2 separate regions of the Mus musculus genome follow, and region 1 is linked to region 2. A link is a contact called in public Hi-C data. All regions are on one chromosome and are shown on one strand. The core of a region is the stretch at or near the end of the contact, and the rest is flanking DNA. Distances in the headings are between cores, read along the strand shown.

Evidence for each region. Hi-C and Micro-C count contacts between places; a contact is called where the count stands out from the background.
Region 1: a Hi-C map of bone marrow-derived macrophages shows a contact between it and region 2, with 18 read pairs. The contact joins the promoter of Fam177b here to the promoter of Tlr5 in region 2. A contact is called at or near these places in 3 of 15 datasets of contacts at CTCF or cohesin (CD8 T cells, the NIH/3T3 cell line and large pre-B cells), 1 of 484 Hi-C or Micro-C datasets (bone marrow-derived macrophages), 15 of 115 datasets of contacts at active chromatin or transcription factors (acute myeloid leukemia, bone marrow-derived macrophages, embryonic basal ganglia and 7 more) and 1 of 9 other capture datasets (liver).

What each region holds. Positions count from the first base shown.
Region 1 is chr1:183,274,443-183,277,646 of GRCm38.p6, forward strand. Fam177b (protein FAM177B) reads right to left here and starts at 1,290. Exons shown (of 6, transcript XM_030244966.1): 1 at 1,285-1,290. The coding sequence starts at 1,290. Brox (BRO1 domain and CAAX motif containing) reads right to left here. Exons shown (of 14, transcript NM_027861.4): 14 at 1,910-3,204.
Region 2 is chr1:182,953,471-182,956,757 of GRCm38.p6, forward strand. It overlaps Tlr5 (toll-like receptor 5), which reads left to right and starts at 1,318. Exons shown (of 4, transcript NM_016928.3): 1 at 1,318-1,412.

The sequences.
Region 1 (3,204 bases), core at 40-2,539, 320 kb after region 2:
TTATGGCAGTCTTGTTGGGGCATGACCTGGATGTTGTCTTGAAACCACAGCAAGTGTGATCACCTGCACTTTACCCTCACATGACTGACGTTCTCCTGCGGAGGGAGTGAGGATGGTCATTGAACTCCATGCCTGAGACTCCAGCCCCACCCCCATGCTCCTTGCCCACAGCTGCATGCAGTCCTGCCCTGGCTGCACATCCCAGGAGGTACAGGCTACATGGGTGGAAGGCTGACTGACCTGAGGACTCCGGTCCTCCTTAAACTGTATATTTTTCTTTCTTTCTGCTCCCTTGCTTTTCACAAATCTGCATCAAGAGTAAACTCTAGTAATCACACACCCAGCAGAGTAAATATCAGGTCACAGTGAAGACTCTCCTCCACCAAATCTTGATCTAACCTTTCAGTTTAGTCTCAGGCATGTCCTTAGGACAAGGGCAGAGAGCAACCACATGCTTTGCCAAAATCTCACGAGAACGCTTTCTATCCCAATTGCTAATATTCTTCTCTAAAACCTGAGTTAGACCTCCAGTCCCCATTATCCCCAGAACTACTGTCCTCTGAGCTCCTAACCTTTGCTCAGTGTCCAACTGATTTTATAGTTCAAAATAAGTCTTCCACATTCTTCAAAACAAACAACAAACATGGCTAGGTTTGTGTGAGCAGTAGCCCACTCTAGAGTCCTAACTTCTGGCTTATTTTTCTATTGATGTGACAAAACATCACAGCCAAAGGCAACTTATAGAAAACATATGAATTAGGCTTCCTGGTGGTTAATCTACATCATAGCAAACACATGGTAGAACGCTGGGGCAGGAGCTGAGAGCTCACATCTTGATTCAGTTTGAAGTCTGAAGCTTGTATCCAATGAAACACCGCCTCTAACAAGGCCATACCCCTTAATCCCAAAGTTTCACCAGCTGGGGACCAAATATCACATAAGTGAACCTATGGGGGCATTCTCATTCAAACCACAGCAGGTGATGTTTTTCCTAGTTTGCTGCTGTCATCTTCTGCCCAGTGACATTCGTGTCCTGATGTATGGCTGGAACTCAGCATTCACTTAATGAATCATGCGATTAAATTTAGTGAGTATGGAAGGAACTATGTAATGAATTACAAAATACAAACTTGCAAGTTTTTTCTGTTTTTAAACAATCTTAGTATTTTTCTTGTTATCTATAATCATTTCAGTTTATTTATACCAAGAAAGCTCATGCTGGCTTCTGACTTGAAGGAGGAAGGCATCTCACCAACAGTCTGTTACTACTCTCTTGGTACTTACCATCATGTTTGCAAATGGATTGGGTTACAACAGCAAAGAACCAGCATTGGGTAATTTACACAGGAACTATCCAACCCTTTCCAGCCTCCACTGTTCCCAATTCACGATGCTGTGTAGGGGTCTAACCTGTGCTGAGCACAACCTCATAGAAGGAACTGGAGCTGTGTGTGCACAGCAGTCAGTGAGAATGCACAACAGGGACAAATCCCGTGTAAGCCACCCACTGCCACTCCTCAGGACCACGGGTCACCTGGGATGATCTTGCACCTTTATCTTCAGTAGTAACGGTGTGCAGTTATGTGCCTGTTTCTGGGCATTTCCCAATGTTTACATCATGGTAGATAATGCATGTCATTGTCGGACACCCTGGAGGTGCCCAGCCCTGGCTAGCCACAGCTCACAGAATATGGTGTTGAACTGGTACAATGGGCTGGATGAGCTAATTAAAGCTGTGCTTTCCACATGAAGATGTGGTTAAGTCCCAGTACAAACACAAGCATAAACTAAGTGTGTCAAGGAAATTAACTCAGGAAGCAAAGAACAGACCCAACTGTCATTTAAAGTATAAGAATTTTTCCTGCACCAAATCTACTAGCAGATAATCACCACATAAATCCAGCGAACATGTAAGTAAAATGGCTTTTATTTTCATAAATAAAAAGATAAATCATATAAACACTGTACAGAAGTAGCTGTACAGGAGCTGTCCTCGCCTGGTATGAAACACATGCAACACCAATGTCCAGTGTCATCTCTGCACAGCCTGCCTGCCAGTGCTTTATAGTCAGCGTCCCCACAATCCCTGCTACTGCTTCGGAACCTCATGGTGCGCCCGGCGTATACGAGGCTTCTGGTGTTAGCTTTACAATCAACAAGACTGCTCATGCGATCACGTGAACATGGCCAATGATGGATTTCAACACCTGCATTTACTGCCTTTACAGAAGCGCCGGACATAGTATGTGTTTCCATTTCATGAACGGCAGTCGAGTCCACAGAAACCGCAGCGTGCCTACCTAGGTTAATGAGGGTTAGTACACAGAGCAAGTCCTACAGGCAGAGTATAAACAGGCAGCAGCAAGTACTAGTTAGTTTTGTCAGTAACTAGTTAGTTTTGTCAGTCACTGGCATTTAACAAGTGACTCTGTAGGAAGGGTGACAACGTAATAAAGTATTGTTTTCCTATAGGCAGCAAAATAAAACTTAATGCCCATTCAGTAGTTACTCCAAGTATTCTGAAAGCTACAGCTTAAATATTAGATACTGCAAGCTGTAACTCACATTTTAAATTATTTTTTAAAAAACCCTTAGTGATTATATGTAGCTTTTCAAAGGAGTATAAACTATGATATATGATTTATTGACTACTGTCTTGATTGACAGGTATAATCTCTTCATTCTTCATCATGAGATGTATATTCCTGTTTCAATACTTTATGCAGATTGATGTGTTTCTCACAGGGTGGCTAAAGGGATGCAGTGGTCTACGTATGTGCCTATACACTGTCTGGCACACAGTAAGTTCTCACATACATTATTATTCCTATTATGCGAAGCAATCTGTCACCTAGAAAAGGAAGTTAACACCCCAGGAGAGCAACCAAGCAGGATACACCCACATCTGTTACTTGGTAAAGTATCACACACCCATCATTCCCAGTGTGTGGGTATAAGCAAATCCTTTAAACACATAGTTTGTGTGTCTATATCCTAACCTCTGTCACTATGGCCTAACGCCAAGCCATTACTATAGGATACTGAAGAAAACCATGTTAAAAACACAGTGTCCACCAAAATCAGGGAACAAAGGCATTTTCTTAAAACTCTTCTAACAAAGGAATTACCAGTGTGAGTCAGGACAACCTATCTTGGTTGAGTTTACGAAGGCTTTCTTTACAACATGCAACATTTTAATTCTTC
Region 2 (3,287 bases), core at 68-2,567:
TTTAACCTATCTCTCCTGCCCTGCTTGATCATATCACCTAGCTGTCAGGCCACGCTGGAGAGTGTGAATCAACCTGGGATTACACCCCAGCTGCAAGAGGCAGCTGTCAGCTTTTGCCCAACCTCCATGCGACCCCAGTCTTACTGCAGACTGTGACACTTCTGTCCTTGAACTGGGTTTCACCCCCAGAAAGCGACTGACTTCGCCACCTTCCTATACAAATCCCTTCCTTTTAACACTCCTGCAGCAGCAGGCTCCTGACTTTTCTTTCCTTCAGCATGTCCCTTTCCAGAAAGCAGATCAACTCTCAACCCCACAACACCCCGCCCCCTCCTCCTAGGAGCAGGTGGAGGGTGGGAAGGAAAAGGGAAGTGAAGCCAGAAGGGCTCACAGGCCGGAAAGCTCTTGCGTTCTCTGAGGGAAATCACAACTTCCTTCCCTGGCCTTCAGTCACAGGCAGTAGCCTTTGCTGATCCAAATCTGACCTTCAGATATTTAGTATGGGGCAGGGGGTATAGTGCTTGTGGAAGCATGAGGACCAGAGTTCAATCCCTAACACACAAGTAAAGTCCACAGGCATGGTGATGGTACCTGCCTGTAACCCCAGTGCTGGGGAGGTAGAGCATCCAGTATCCCTGGGGCTTGTTAACCAGCTTAGCATTTTTGGTGAGTTCCAGGCCAGTGGGAGATCCTGTCTCAATAACTCAATAAACAAGATAGACAGCTCCTGATGAATGATGTGCATGTGTGGGCGTGTACACACACACACACACACACACACACACACACACACACACACACCTTCAATAGTTAAAATAGAAGGCGTAGCCAAGTAGTAGAGGGCAAAATGACAGCCAGCTTCACCCCTCAGCATCATATCTTCAAGATTTGGCACAGATCAAAGAGCACAGGCAAGAACAGAAGTAACTGCCCCGATCAGGACTTGCTGCGCTGGCCGTGTGTACAGTGCATCAGGATAGGATCTAGGCCGCCTTCCCTGGGTCAGTGCAGGCCTATGTTATCTCGATGGACAGTTAGGGGTAGCTACAAAAATCACAACAGGCCCTCTGCCTCCTGTGCTGGGCTCCATGATAGCCAATACCTACCGTCTGCCCCAGCTCTACTTTCTTTCCTACCTCAGTTACAAGGTCATTGCAGCAGAGATAGAGGTCTCCTCCCTGGCAAGAAAGCAGAGAGGTACCTAGGCTGAGGTACTTTGCCCAGAACTCAGAAAAGACAAGCATGGTCCACAGAGAAAGCCTGATCAAGAGTTGTGGGCGGGGCTCCAGCAGCGGGCGGTGTTTCCCTCTCCTCCCCGCTCTCCTGCTTTCCCGAGCCCAGCGGCAGCTTTGGTGCCTGGAGCCGAGTGAGGTCAGTCCTGGAGCCTGTGTTGTGGGAATCCCGCTTGGGAGGTGAGAGCCTTGTAGTTGCAAGGGGTCCAGCAGGGGGTTCCCTGAGACCGGAAGGGGCCCGGGACGTTGCTGGACACGTTAGTGCCCCCGCCCCTCTCTCTTCCTCCTGGCTTCGTCCTGAACCCTTTCAACTCTCTTTCCTGCCTGTGCTCTCTGCCACTCAGTGCCACGGAAACTGGGGTCCCTCGGCCCAGCGAGCTGAGAGTAAGCAGAGTGCCCAGCGGGACAATTCTAGGATTGACAAGTCACTTGCATGCTGGCTTTGGGACAAGGTTCCCTAGTTCTCTCTTCTGGCTTTCACCTTTGGCCCCACCCTCTGGAAGAGACAGGTATTTAACGCGCGCGGAGTCCGTTCTCTTGCTGTCTTCCTTGGAAAGAGGAAGTCGACAGTCACCATCAATTGAGCTATGGACACCTTAAAAAGACACTGCAGTCAGTGAAGTCCTTGGACACCCTCCGGGGCAGGGAGAAGTAGGGCAGCTGGCCCCGAGGCTGTGAAGAAAGAACTCCATCAGCCTTTGGCAATTACAGCCATTACAGTCATGGCTCTGCTCCGTAAACCACCACGGCTGGAATAGTGGTTGTTTCCTGAAGTGGGGTGGTTGGTTGTCTTGGGAGAGAGAAAGTCTCCCCAGGAAGGCTGCTGAGACCTTGAGGAATGGGAATGCATGGGGATTGCTTTCTCCCATTGGTGGGCTAGCCTTGTAATTAGCTAGTGTCTGGAACACGGCAGTCTAGCGCTGTGCGGCATGGGCCTGCAGCTTAACCGCAGGGCCTTTTATGAAGTGTTATTGAGGGTTAACCCCCTCAAGCACATGAACAATGCATTCCTCCTGTCCCGTACCTGGAAGGGGGTGTGGATGCTGACCTGCCACTGTCACACACATGTGGCTTGGTCTCTTTCCTCTGCCTTTCCTCAGAGGACACAACTCTGAATAGTTTGTTCAAGGTGTGTAGATCTTGACTCTGTTCACCTTATTCTTTGGGGGCAGAAACCAATCGTGAGGAACATCCAGCATGCTATGCAGTCAGGAGGGAACCCTGGGTTCTGCTATGCTAAATGCTTAGCCTTTCACATTGTGGTAGGATTCTTGGGGTGCCCCCGACGAGGGGTCCAGGCCAACGTTAATGATGGGGCGGTACAAGAAGAGTCCCTATTATAGTAATCAGGATGACTTAGTTCATTCATATGGGCTTGATGGACATCCTGGAAGACACTTCCATCCTAATTGATGGCCCAGGTTCACTCTCTTCTATCCTTTGCTGCTCAAACCTTTCTGATTCCACTGTGTGACTGCAAAGCTAATCTCGTCGGGTCTTAGCTTTGTCTGAGGAGGAAAGCCCTCTCCTGGGGCGATGTCTCTAACACAAAGGGTTCTTGGATAACTCCTGGTGGCGGCTTCTTCAGCTTTGTAGCTCTGCTGAGGATTGGAAGCAGTTATTGTGTCTGCCCTCCCTTGCTTTTAGTCCTATGGAGCAAGAGTTCCTGCCCTGCCAAATTCCTGTCCCCTGACGTGTTTGCTTCTTCTTCAGTTTGTGGAAAAGAATGTGGTGACAGACCTTCCAGGCGTTGGGGCCTCCCCGCCCTGGTACCATAGTTTTCTGAGCTGTGAGCCACAGCCTATGATGTCCTCAGCTCTGTGGGACAAAGACAAGGTTGGAGCATGGCTCCCACGGTTCTGAACTGTCCAGGTGTAGCTGGGAAGATAAAACCCCACACCTGTGAGACAATTAGAACGAAGTCAAGGCAAAACCATATAGCGGTGTCTGATAACTCCAAGAGGTAGGGTGTGGGGGGCTGGAAAAGGCAGAGTACACTCGAAAAAGCTGAGTGTTCAGAAGCTCAACTTAGAAAGCACAGTCAAGGATCAGCCA